3 separate regions of the Zea mays genome follow, and regions 2 and 3 are each linked to region 1. Evidence: chromatin contacts called from public Hi-C data. All regions are on one chromosome and are shown on one strand. The core of a region is the stretch at or near the end of the contact, and the rest is flanking DNA. Distances in the headings are between cores, read along the strand shown.

Region 1 (4,313 bases), core at 982-3,481:
TATTTTGGGGGGAGGAGGGCGACTTTCAAGCCTTTAAAAACAGACACCTTATTTTAAGTATGAAGTAAGAAGATGATTTCTGAAATATATGATGTCAGAGATACGCAATAGAAAAAAAATGACTTACAATCCCACAAAAGCTCATACATAGCAAACGTACCAGTAACATATCTGTACATCATATGCATCGCAATAGACTATCAAATAATAACCTAGATAGGTTTGCAAATCAAGGTAGACCTGGCCTAAATAACAACGACCATAACATTGCCCATATAAAGGAGTGTTGTATTTAACGACAATAAAATAGCAAAAGGAAGTACCAAACAAGTGTAATTCAAACTAGTTGATAAACCATCACAAGAGGTTTGTCAAAGTTAATGCTTACAATGAAATACAAAGGTTGAGTACCTTGCGATCATAACCATACCAAAGCAAATGTTGCTTTGATAGATGAACAGGCAAGAGAAGCGTAGAGTCTCGAACAAATAGTAGAGGCCCCAACTGAATAAGGTACAGGGGCGAAGTATCATTTCCAGAAGTAGATGGACCAACCGATGCCTCCAGCCTCCAGAGGCCTCCACGTGCAACAACAGAACTCTCGATGTCTTGACTCCTGGTATTGTATGTTGCCGACATATTTACAGTACCCTATATAATCATCAATCGAGAAGATAAGTACTATGTCGCAAGTCGTGACATGCCAATGTAACATGAAATAAAATAGAAAATGTACAAATCCACAAATCCAGTAAAAAACATTTGGTTGATTCAAAATGTTAAGTCAGCTTAAGTACTTTATGTACAACTTTTGACATAACATCCATATGTGTACCACCGTACTACCATAGAAGTGCAATTTGCCTCTGATCTAGGTTGTACCGTGTACATGAATTGAGTTCAGGATTGTATGCAGTAATCTTAGTTTTTCCTTGACACAGAGGATAATTCAGCAGATGATTAAAGATCATAGTTTAGATCTGTGAATCAAAATGTCAGATGCTTCCAGTGGCTATATGATTAACTGTGAAGAAGAGGATTGCAATAACTCATGTAACCAGGTGCTAGACCAGACACCCTGAATTCAAGTGCTGCTACGACAGGAGCCCTAAACTAAGATCATGCGCCTTATATGAGATGCAAACTTCACGACATGCCAAAATCCATAATACGGCAAGCATGAGTTAGATCGTACGTTAGCTTTCTTGAAGTTTCCAAGAGTCCCAATATCGCAGCCGAAACCATCGTCGTCCTCGTCCAAATCTTCTCCGCTAACAGGGCCGCTGACGCTAGATGCGGCAGCGCTCCCAGTCGCCGCGGCGGCGGCGGCGGCCGCCGCCTCGAGGGGGCACCTATCTACAGCAGCCCTTTCGACGAAGAGCCCTACCGCGCCCTCGCCCACCGAATCCGCGGGCGGCTGAGGAAGCGGCGGCGGTAGCTTGCGGCGCCGGATCTGTCCGTTCCGGAACGGCACGGGCAGACGCCGCACGGCGTGCTGCACGGCCCCGCCCACGGACGCCCCGAGCTCAGCGCCGGCCTGGCCCAGCCTGCCGCCGATGTCGATGACCGAGGAGACGGCCGCGGCGGGGAAGGGGAAGTCCTTCCCCGGGACGCCGAGGGGGCCGCCGGCGCCGAAGGGGACGACGGGGAGGTCGATGTCGAAGGGCATCCGCTTGTGCGGCGACGGCGGCCACGGGAACTGCGGCGGCACCTGGAGCAGGCCCGTGAAACCCTGCGCGAGGCGGTCCGCGAGGTCCTGACCATGCCGCTGCACGCCCTCCCACGCCTCGAAGGAGATCTCCATACGCGTCGGCGTCGCGTCACCACGGCGTCGCTAGGGTTCCGGCAAGCAAATCGGGAATTCGAAGCAAAAGCAACAGCCGACGGGAGAAGGGGCGAGGATTCGACGATGGGAAAGGGAAAAGAAGGAGGAAGGCAGCGGGTAGGTGATGGTAAAATAATAATAGTGGCCGGGGACGGTGACGGTCGCGCTGGGTGAGGTCGGGGAGGATAAAGAAGGCCTTGACCGAGACACCGAGTCGACGTGGATCGACAGGGACTAGAAGATCGCCCGCACGACCGCACCGCACCGCACCGCACCGCACCGCTTCCGCCGCATGGCCCGCCTGACGGCCCCGGCTGGGCCCAGCGCAGCTTCGGCTCCCCGCGCCGGAGTGGATAAGGGCGTGCCTACCCGTCCGTCCAGTTGCTCTCGCACATACCCTTGTCTGGTTGCGTTTTTTCCTCTCGGGTACACGCATGTCGGCATGTCTCAATAGCGTGTGCAGTTTGGCGAGCCCCGGAAACATACATAGACCAGAGAGATATTGCACTGTTACTCATGCGAACGTACAATGACTACCGCTGAAACTCATGAAGTTATGAACTGTACGTTATAGGCTATGGGCCCTTTCACAAAATAAAAGAATGATGGGCTGTCTGTTTGGACAGGCCATGAGACGGACCAGCCTTTTGTTTTTTTGGGCGGGCCGAGCCACCTGTAGCCCGCATCAGGCGGGTCTGTATGGTTGGAACCTTGGAGCTCCCAAGCCGTTGATTTTGGACGTCGGGTGGCTGGATGCACCTGCCTAACCGGTACCTGGCATCCTAGACTAGATCATCAACCAAACGAGCCCCTCCGGAGAGAACAAAAGGTAAGGTGAGACATAGGGTCTGTTTAATTTCCTAAGGCATCAAAAACTTACCTAAGATTAGTCACTCAAATTGAAGAACAAAGAACATGTTTGGTTTCTTGTCTAAGGTGCCACAAGTTGCATAAAATTAATCACTCGAATTGAAGAACTAAATGTCGAGTACCATAATTAGGGGTACCCAGATCATAACCATAAAGTACCTAGACGCTCGAGTAAGAAGGGGGCATAAATAGACACGCTCCCAGCCTTACCAAGGTCCGAGGCACAAGTCGTAACTCGCCCGAGGGTAACCCTGATCGGGAGTTGAAGTCACGACTCGCTCGAGGTCAATCTCGGGGGAGACACAGTCATGACTCGCCCGAAGCCAACCTCAGGCGGGAGACGCAGTCGTGACTCGCCCATGGCGATGCACATTCCCGATTCGCCTGAGGGCGTCTCAGGCGACGCACCGGGAGCTACCGCCTCGGCCAACCACCCCAATTCTAGAACGTGTGTCTGTACGTTCACTTGCACCGCTGAGGGTATCAAAGTCAACAAAGGACGACACGGCTGTGGTATAATCTACCTTTACCACACACGACGGTTCACAAGGTGCGAGTACGGGGCACTGTTCCCCGACTCCGACCACTGCTTCAACCACTCCGAGCGTGACTACATGTAACGTCCGGTCAAGGACGCAACCTCGGGAGAAATCTCGGCCTCGCCCGAGCTCGGCCTCAGATAACTGCCCCAGCAGACGTGCATTAATTGTCATCTACTCTTCCGCGAATCTCGCAGAGGACCATGCCAAGTATTATGACAACTACTCCAATTCGACATCCGCACCCATGTACAGGTTGGCTCGAGTACATGCCCATGCTCTCGAGCCTAGCCTCAGCTCTCTACTCCGTCAAAAGAACATGCTACAAGGCTTGGACACGAGGACAAGGGCCATCCCGCCGGTCATGCCGCTACAGGGCTCGAACGTGCCTCCTCTGACCACAACAACCGCGCACCAACCCTTGTACTCCTGGGCCTCCTCCTTGCGACTATAAAAGGAGGAGCCTAATACCCGTTTTGTAAGAAAAAACTAAAAGGAGAAATTATATTCCCTTATTTATGTGTGTTATGTCAATTCATCATTTCATGTGGACACCTCACTTGCACAGATAAATAATTAACAAAAGAACACTCAAATAAATCATGCATCATGCTGGGATTTTCTTTTGTGTGCACGTTGTGACAAAATAAAATAATAATGTGACAAGAAATATATTAAAGTCCAAAGTGGAATTTAAAATCTAAAAGGAATTGTAGAATTTAGAAAACAGAAGAAAATAAGAATTTTGTGGATAAAAATAAGTAAATAAAAATATATTATTCCTCCACTAGAAGCTTGAATTTGTATACTTGACTCAATGGTGAAATTCATATTCAAAATTCAAATTTAAATTCAAAATAGTTAAGAATAAAAGAAAACAGAAAATAATACATAAAAGAGAAGAAGAAAAAGGGCAGAAGGCTTACCTAGGTTTTTTCCCCTCGCGTGGCCCACTTTGTTTATTTTTCCCACCGCGCAGCCCACGCAATCCACCCACGCGCGTCGACACTAACGACCGAGGCCCGCTGGTCAGTCACATGGCCAGGCCTTTACCACCACCATGTGGGCTCATGCACCAC
Region 2 (4,313 bases), core at 979-3,478, 200 kb after region 1:
GACTAGAACTACTCCTAATTGTACAGGAAAAATATGTGAAATAGAAGTGTTATTGATTCGATTGATGATTACAAATCAGCCGTATACCTCTCTATTTATAGAGGAGGGGGGCTGGACCCTTTACAAACTAATCTCCCGAGCTAATTCCGCGAATCTAGCTAACAACCGTAGCACAAAACTCAGAACCCTAATCTGCTCTGCGCACGCACGGACCGTCCGGCCCACAGGCGTGGACTGTTCGGACCGCGGACCGTTCGGACCGCGGACCGTCTGGTCCTCTCAATTTGGTTCCCAACAATATGTGTATTTAAAACAAAAACTTTCGAGCTCTAAATGATTCAAAATAACAAACTTGTATACTTTTTCAAGTATTACCATGTTGGTTCAGTTCATTTCCTTCACATAAGCGAATCATAAACTAATTAGATTTAATAGATTCGTCTTATCATTTAGTCCTAATATGTATAATTAGTTTTATAATTAGCCTATGTTTGAAGGTACTAAAGTTTAGCTCTTTATCGGTCTAGAGACTAGAGACCACACCTTTACATACCGGTCTTTTTATCGTACTACCTCTGTCCTATTATATAAGAGCAAGTTTTATAATATACTCAGCAACTAGTCGTAAGAATTATTGCGGCCTACCTCTTCACCCATGTGTACAGTGATTAGCTCTACTATTAATGTATGATCTACTTGTCTCTCTCATAATTCATAATTTTTTTGCTCTTGTGTCCAAGTCGATTGTAAGTTTACAATCAACTTCCTCTCTCTCATCCACGTGAGCATTTAGCCTGCTTACAACCTCTTATTATACTTGCTCTAAAGCGTAATCGTCTATAATTCAAAGACAAAAATATATTTAATTCTTTATATCAACATTATTACTATTGTATCGATATACATGTGTCTAGAAAGAGTACACCTTATATTATGGGGTAAGAATAAAAGTCTTATATTATGGGGGTATCATGCAGTTGCCTCCTAAAGTTCCTATCTTATCTTCTATCTCAAACTCCACTCTGCAAACTATGTCAAACGGTACCATCTACAGTTTCACGTCGTCTATTTTATCTTATCTACTGAAGACGGTCTAACAGGCCTTTTTAGGGCCTACTAAGCACGACATTAGTAAGCATGAGCCGAGCCGCTCAAGCACAGGAAACGATCAAACGACCATGCTTGCGCTTAGCGCCTCACCAAACGTGTGGTCCTCGTGCCATCCTGTTTGCCCGTTCTATTTCGACATCTATAATTATTGCAGCAATTCATTTTTTTGGGGTTGACTTGCTGCGCCTTGCGTCGTGGGGCGGCGATTGTGGTGTGACCAGGGCAACTCAGGTCATCACGAGATAACGATCCTCGATGAATCAAGACATCCTTCACATGCAAATTGAGGTGTCGATCGCCGCCCCTTTGCTGCTAGCAAGAGCAACAACCGAATCCATGCATGCACATCACCCCGCGTACGGCGGCGCCACATGCTTTGAGACTTGACCTTTCGGTTTTCAGGGATTCCTCCATACGCACACTAGCTATCAATCATGGGGTGCTGCTAATGACTACTAAACTCTTGTACTCCTCCATCCACACTCGATCGTTTAGGGTCTATTCGTTTTAATCTCATCCATATATGGGATTGAACGAGATTGAGTGCTCGTTCGGTTCTTCCTGAATGCGTTTTTGGATTAGTTTTGGATTGGAATAGTTCGCAAATTTGTATTAGTTTGATGAACTCGAATGGTTCCAGCCTCCAATCTAGACTAACCGAACAAAGCCCGAGTGGATTTAAATTTCTAGCAAGTTATTTTTTTCTATTTTTTTTCCAACCCTATATAATCTATGTAGAATAAAAATAACCGAACAAGGTTTTAATGACCAAGGATGAGGGATAACATTATACAGAACACTGTTAAATAACATCAGATCACTCACCCTCCAAAACTGTTTGAATGTTTGAGTAGCGGGGGAGTAAAACAACAATTTAGGACTGATTTGGTGACCAAGTAATTGGAGAGGATCTATGGGAAGGAATTCTCTTGCTATTCAAAATTAAATAGGAAGTGGATTACTCTCTCATGATTCACTTTAATTCACTGTCCACCAAACCAACTCTTAGTGTCTTTTTCTTTATATTCAATTTATGCTCCTTTTTCAGTTAGATTTAAGCAAGTCCAGCTCTATCCAGTCGTGGTATTATAAAGTGCAGGAGCCGCAACCACGTACTACGGATGCTGCTACTCGCTTGCGATCGATGAACCGCCAAGCCATATGCACGTAATGCAAGCCCTAGAACCCGTTTCCCCAATCAACCATATGCAGGCGGCATCTGTCGAGCACACGCAACGCAAGCATCGATCTGCCGGTATCTCTAAGCTTGAGCCAGCCCAGAGCCGGCCGCCGGAATCTACTACTCTCTGACGACTCGACGCGTTAGCTAGCTCGTCGTTGGCTACAAATTGCGCTGCTCTTCAGGGGCTTGTATTGCCATGACCATTATTCACTAGGGAATGTCATAGTAGCTAGCTACAATGGCGTCGTCGTCTTCTCTAGCGATCAGAAGCGTCCTAGGCTGCCTGATCCTCGTGGCCCTAGCCGTGTGCGGCCTGCCGTCCCTAGGCTCGGCCATGGGCGTGCCCCAGCGGCAGCCAAACCCCATCAACTTCACCATCGGGGTGGAGGGCGTCGTCTGGTGCAAGAGCTGCCGGTACCGCGGCTACGTCGAGTCCAGGGACGCGTCGCCACTCCGGAGTAAGTCCATTCGTTCGTTCGTTCGTACGTGCTCATCAGCAGCGTCGGTCTCCAGCCATGCATGCATTTCTGATCACAGTATGCATATATGTGCGTGCAGACGCCTCGGCGCTGCTGCGGTGCCGGCATGGCCGCCGGGCGCTGTCCGTGTGGAGCGCCACGAACGCGCACGGCTACTTCCTGGTCCAGACGGGGGCGCAGGCGGCGCCCTTCACGAGCAGGAACTGCAAGGTGTACGTGCCGCGGTCGCCGGTGCGCGGCTGCCGCGTGGCCGTCAGCCCCGGCCGCAACAAGGGGTCTCCGCTCAAGTTCCGCAGGTTCGTCACGCGCACCGACGGGCTGCAGGCGCGCTACTCGGCCGGCAGCTTCACGTTCGCGCCGCAGGACCGCTCCAAGTGTGACTGATGACCGCGAACGGCCCTCTAATAGAGACTTCCAAAGGGCTCGATCGCCCGCATCCCGTCAGGGATGGGGCTGTAAATTACAGTATAATTAATAATAAGCAAGGTCATGAAGCCGATGTGCCTTTTGTGCTTCGTTCGTGTGTTGTTGATCAAGTGCTGCTCCATGCTCGATCAGTTCGGCAAAGCACCTCAGATCGTGTGCTGTGCGTCGCATGTCTGCCGGCGGCCGTCGAACGCCAGGGCGCGGCGAATACGACGACATCCAGTCCAGCGTAGAGATGGCAGCAGGATTGGACTAGTAATAACTGCTACCACGGCCCACGGACACGAAGACGAAAGCCCAACGGCCGAGCCGCATCACGGGGGCTGTCCAGCACGCACTCTGTTTGTCTTGTACTCTAATCAGGGGCCACTATTTTTTCTAGCTAATCACTATATATATATATATAATACAAAATATCATATAACAGACCCTCTCAATCTAAATTGTCCCCTCAAATTCAAACCCTAGCTTCGACCCTCTCTTCTTGTCAGTATTTACGATTGAAGTTAAACAATAAAAGGATAGTAAAATCTATTTATTATCGGTAGATATATACAAACGAGAAGAAGGTCCGTCCATCACGCTCCACGACTGGGTAGATATATACATTTAATCATATTCTTTGTCCAGTACTCTTCCAGTTCTAAGGCATTTTGTTTTTAATGCATAAATTTTACTATATATTATATTATTGTTAGCGATATCGTAGTACAAAAATAATGTACATGCAAAACCAAAATGTCTTATATGTCACAAGCTCCGTTTGGATGCCAATATTGTAGGGCATGAAATTAAATTGGATTCAATATTAAATCAGTCATGATATTGAAATAAAATATAATTCTAATTCTATTGTTTGGATGTCGCTTCTATAAGGGTTTATTTGATGAATCGGAAGGCAATTCATTCTCCTTATATGAATCCTTAAACCTAGCCATACCTCATGTCTTTAGCCAGGAAAACAACTTTCTCACAGCCGAGTTTTCAGAAAATAAGATTAAAGAGGCCATTTTCTATGAAACACAATAAAACTCCAGGTCCAAATGGTTTTCCTGTTGAGTTTTATCAGTAGCTCTAGGAAACTATCAAGGGAGATCTATTGCAAATGTTTCACA
Region 3 (4,313 bases), core at 1,230-3,729, 130 kb after region 1:
GTTGCTTCAGACCTTTGCAACTGCAATGTTCTTGGCTTTCCTTGAACCAAGAGTAAAGAAGGCTTTGCATGGTAATCGACACGGATGCCTTTCTTCCTCTTCTCTTTTTAATCTCCATGATGATATAAAACAACCTCCACAGAAGCACAGATCCACCTGCGCATCCCTTGTCATATACACCGTCGCGAAACAAACAACGGGGGAAGGAGATCAAGAAACGTACGTCAGGCCGAGCTTGTCGCCATCTGGTGGCGAGCCGTCGACAACGGATCATGGGTGTCCTCGGTACCCTTGCTAGAAATCTGGACGCCCTCGTTGGGTAAGCTGTACTGTACGTGCGTGGAGTGTTTCCGTTTCGATGCAGGTCCTGGCAACAACGGCTGTCCCACCCAGGCCCCTTTTTGGCCTTGTTTTGTTCTTTGATCCATATGAACTCACTCTGACTCCATTTCCGTGTGTAATAATTCTTTTCTGCTGCGCCGGGCAGGCCAGGGGTGATGCTGCTTTATCCTCTGTAAGTAACAATCCACTCGTCCAGCTCCTCAGACACAATCACCACCACCACCACAGTAGCGTGTGTTGCTAATGCTAATAGCGTGTGTCACACAATCAACAGCTACGCGTCCATGCGCGCCATCGAGAGCCCTTCTTCCCTGGACGACCAGCAGTGGCTCACCTACTGGGTCCTGTACTCGCTGATCACCCTCTTCGAGCTCTCAAGCTGGAAAGTCCTGCAGTGGTGAGCTCAACACGCAGGCACGCTACGCTGGCTGAGCTCCCAAGAAAACTCAATCTCTTCTTCTTTGTCAGGTTTCCCCTGTGGCCGTACATGAAGCTGCTCTTGTGCTGCTGGCTGGTGCTGCCCGTCTTCAACGGCGCGGCCTACATCTACGAGGCGCACGTCCGGCGCTACTTCAAGATGGGCACCTACGTGAGCCCCAGCTACGGCGAGCGCCAGCGCCGGGTGCTGCAGATGATGAGCCTCGACGCGCGCAAGTCCGTCGAGCGCTTCATCGACACGCACGGGCCCGACGCGCTCGACAGGATCATCCGAGCCGTGAGTTGTTCGTCTCAGCTGCCTAGGCTTCATTCTTAATTAACTTCCCAGAGAGTTTCGGCGATGATTCTGGAACCGCGCCTTGGTAAGAAAAAAAAAATATCTTCAGTTTCTGACGGAGAAACATCTGAACTACTGGTGCAGGCTGAAGAGGAAGCCAAGAGGGAGAAACCTGAATTGTTCCGGGTGGAAACCGAAGCAAGTCTCCCATCGGTTGGGTAGTCACTTGTGCAGAAATCGTATCGTATGCGTGTGTGTGGTTGATCATTACGTCGGGCTTGCCCAGCAGTTGGAGAAGAGATGCCCGGCGCCCATGAGAGCATGCATGCATATATGACTTTGAAAGAAGCCGCGAATTTGGTGTACTTGTTAATGAAAATTTGGCTTGGACCTGTGAAATCCGTATCAGCTAAAATACGTCTGGTCTGATCCTGAATGCAACCGCACAAGAGATTGATCTGTCTAGCGAATTCATCAAACACATGGCTGATGCATGTGCCGTTGGCAGTGGCGGACCCAGGAACCGATGACAGCCTAGGCGAGAATACGGTGTGATTCCCACGGCTGTGCTCGTGTCACGTGCTGCTTGCTTCCGTGCACTGTGCTCGCGCCTTGCCCTCCATTGCAGCCCAGGCCACCGCCTGCGGTGCGTGGGTGGTGCCCCTGGCCGTTGGCTAATTTTTGTCCAAACTCGCATCGGAAGGAACTAATTTCCAACACGGGCGCTAAACTACCATCAAAACGTTGGGACCTAATGGCATTTGCATGCAACTCTCCTTTAGGCCCTGTTTCTCTAGATCACATGAGCTAAAGCAAGCTCTGTCCTGGCTGTGTGCGCGTGCTCGTTGCTTGATGCATCTGCGGGCCGTGGCGCATGCCAACACGGCACTTTTTTTTGTGCGTTGAAACGACACTGCCACACCAGACGAAGGTATATACTACAGAAACTAGAAAGCTACTGTGGCACGAGTCCAGACCCGATGGATACTCTGCCCAGTTCGTTTGTAGACTGTCCGTTTCCGAAAATCCAGCGGCGGCTAAGCACAGGAGAGCAGTTGTAGCCTTTAGTTCGAAAGTGACGCTTGATGCAACTACAAAAGTTGCGTGTTTGGTATGCTCTAGGGTTGGAAGTCTTCTTAATCCTAGCCTGCATGCGCGCGCATACGTGCAATCTTGGGACTCAGAATGCTGTCACTTTTAGCTACTTAAAAATAAAATAGCTCTCCAAGCTATCCGGCTCTCTAAATTGACTTATTCACTTACCAAATTTGACTAGCAATTCTTGCTGGCCAAGCTGATTTATATGTTGGAGAGTCTATTGGAATGAGATGTTATATATATAGTTTAATTTTTATAGAGAGATAAATAAAGAGTTAGTTACAAATAAAGAGTCTCGTGAAGATAATGAGACTACAAAGCCGACTGGTGACTGCTAGAGTGCTAGCTTGATCGCCGCCAAACCGATGCAAATGATAGGCATGCGCACGCGTTGTCTTTCTCAGGACGTCTTTGTCATTCGCAAACGTGCGCACGCGCACACGTGACATACTCTCCGTCGAGTCGCGACCAAACCCCGATGGATATGGGCTTTCTTGACGCCAGAACACAACACGTGACATAGGAAGTGTGTCACGGATGACAGCATGGCATACGATGTCCAAAAGCGCGTCGGCGTCGCCCAACTTGCGCCGCCGCCGGCGCACAGCACCAATGCAAGCCGAACGCCCGCGTAGCGCATGAGAACTGCACCGCAAGGAAAGGAAAGGGGAACACACATATGGGTTTGGCCTCGATGCCTCCTCACCCACGGCACCGCGCAACAAAGCAGCCGGGTCGGTCGACATCAACCGCCGAATTATCCCTTCCCGTTTCGTACGTCAAGGCTCATCGCATACTTATCTGTCACACAAAGCACCATACGGAACCTAGCCACTAGCCTAGCTATCAGGGGTCGCTACTCGCTAGCTATAGACCTATAGGTGGACGGGCACGGGGCACCTAGCCAGCCAGTCCGCCCAGCGAGCGAGCGAGCAATCAGGCAGGCAGGCCTGGTCGCGCGCTAGCTGCTCCCGCTCCCGCGCCCTATAAATATATCTCGCCCCACGCCGAGCGCCGGACGGAGAAAGGTTTGGGCAAAACCATCACGCATACTCTACTCTACTGTAGCTAGCTACCAAGCGGGAAAACATGTCACAGAACGCGGCGTGGGCGCAGGCCGAGCGCCGGCCGCTCACGGACCCCATCGAGATCCCGGCCGCCACCTCGGCCGCGCGGGTCGCCGACCGAGAGACGGACGCCGGCGGCGAGGCAGCGGCGCCCCCGCACGTGCTGCTGGCGCGGCGCGGGGCGGCGGCGGCGGCGGCCTCGGTGTGCTCCGGCCAGGGCCGCACGCTCAAGGGCCGGGACCTGCGCCGCGTGCGCGACTCCGTCCTGCGGATGACCGGCTTCATCGAGACCTAGCCTTATAGCCCTCAGCCAGCGGCCGCGGCGGCGGCCGGCACCCGTCGTCGTCGTCGGTCTGGCTGCCCGGCCACCTCGATGCTTAGCTTATCGTCATCAATGCGGAAAGCAAGCGTGTCCACTCACACTCAGTCTACGATCCTGTTAACGGTTGGACGTACGCGTATATCGCGCTGTTTATGAGTCAGTAGTCTCTGAGACTGACTGTTGATTTCATTAATTGTTGGTTACAAACAGTTGACGGCAAAGGCATTTTTTTTGAACTCCTCTGCATATCTTTTTTTCATACGAAGTTCGAGGTGGCCTTTATGTGGGTTCAACACTGTTAGACGTACGCGTAGAACAGGAGGCATGCGCGTTCGCCCATGCATCTGGTTCACACAAGCTTCGATCAAACGCGCGTACGTTTACACGTTGCTGAAACTGTTGGCGTAGAACAGGAGGTACGTTGTTGCTTGTTGCAGCCGTTTATAGTAGTATTAGTTCTGGCCTTCTGGGCACTGCGCAACTAACCGAAAGAAACTGACACGGTCGTGTTCTGAAATTTCCAACAGACAGTGCTCACCTTGGAAGAAAGGTTTTTTTTTTCTTTTCTTTTCGGATGTGGGCTTGAGCGGATGTGCTCTCCTTGGAGGTTTCGATTCTCTGCATTTTTGCTGGTTCAAACACGCGTGCGTACGGTGGACCAGTACGTATCATCGTCCCGTAATAGCTTAGGCGCCACTCTACTACGCTACGCACGGAGATGACGATTTCGTAGGCAGCCCCCTCCAAAGTCATCTTGTAAAGAAATCCC

What was found. Hi-C and Micro-C count contacts between places; a contact is called where the count stands out from the background.
Region 2: a Hi-C map of tassel shows a contact between it and region 1, with 2.5 times the contacts expected there. The contact joins the promoter of LOC103636245 here to the promoter of LOC103636252 in region 1. A contact is called at or near these places in 2 of 25 Hi-C or Micro-C datasets (endosperm and tassel).
Region 3: a contact with region 1 is called in a Hi-C map of ear, with 2.3 times the contacts expected there. The contact joins the promoter of LOC109941645 here to the promoter of LOC103636252 in region 1. A contact is called at or near these places in 3 of 25 Hi-C or Micro-C datasets (ear, endosperm and tassel).

What each region holds. Positions count from the first base shown.
Region 1 is chr8:160,122,031-160,126,343 of Zm-B73-REFERENCE-NAM-5.0, reverse strand. LOC103636252 reads right to left here and starts at 2,231. Exons shown (of 7, transcript XM_008658612.4): 1 at 1,196-2,231; 2 at 412-651. The coding sequence starts at 1,804.
Region 2 is chr8:159,917,991-159,922,303 of Zm-B73-REFERENCE-NAM-5.0, reverse strand. It overlaps LOC103636245, which reads left to right and starts at 2,228. Exons shown (of 2, transcript XM_008658606.2): 1 at 2,228-2,751; 2 at 2,852-3,287. The coding sequence starts at 2,532. The coding sequence ends at 3,156.
Region 3 is chr8:159,989,024-159,993,336 of Zm-B73-REFERENCE-NAM-5.0, reverse strand. LOC109941645 reads left to right here and starts at 2,479. Exons shown (of 1, transcript XM_020542818.1): 1 at 2,479-3,783. The coding sequence starts at 3,245. The coding sequence ends at 3,517. LOC103636248 (HVA22-like protein f) reads left to right here. Exons shown (of 7, transcript XM_035961882.1): 2 at 1-71; 3 at 143-319; 4 at 488-514; 5 at 617-739; 6 at 811-1,057; 7 at 1,202-1,516. The coding sequence starts at 273. The coding sequence ends at 1,279.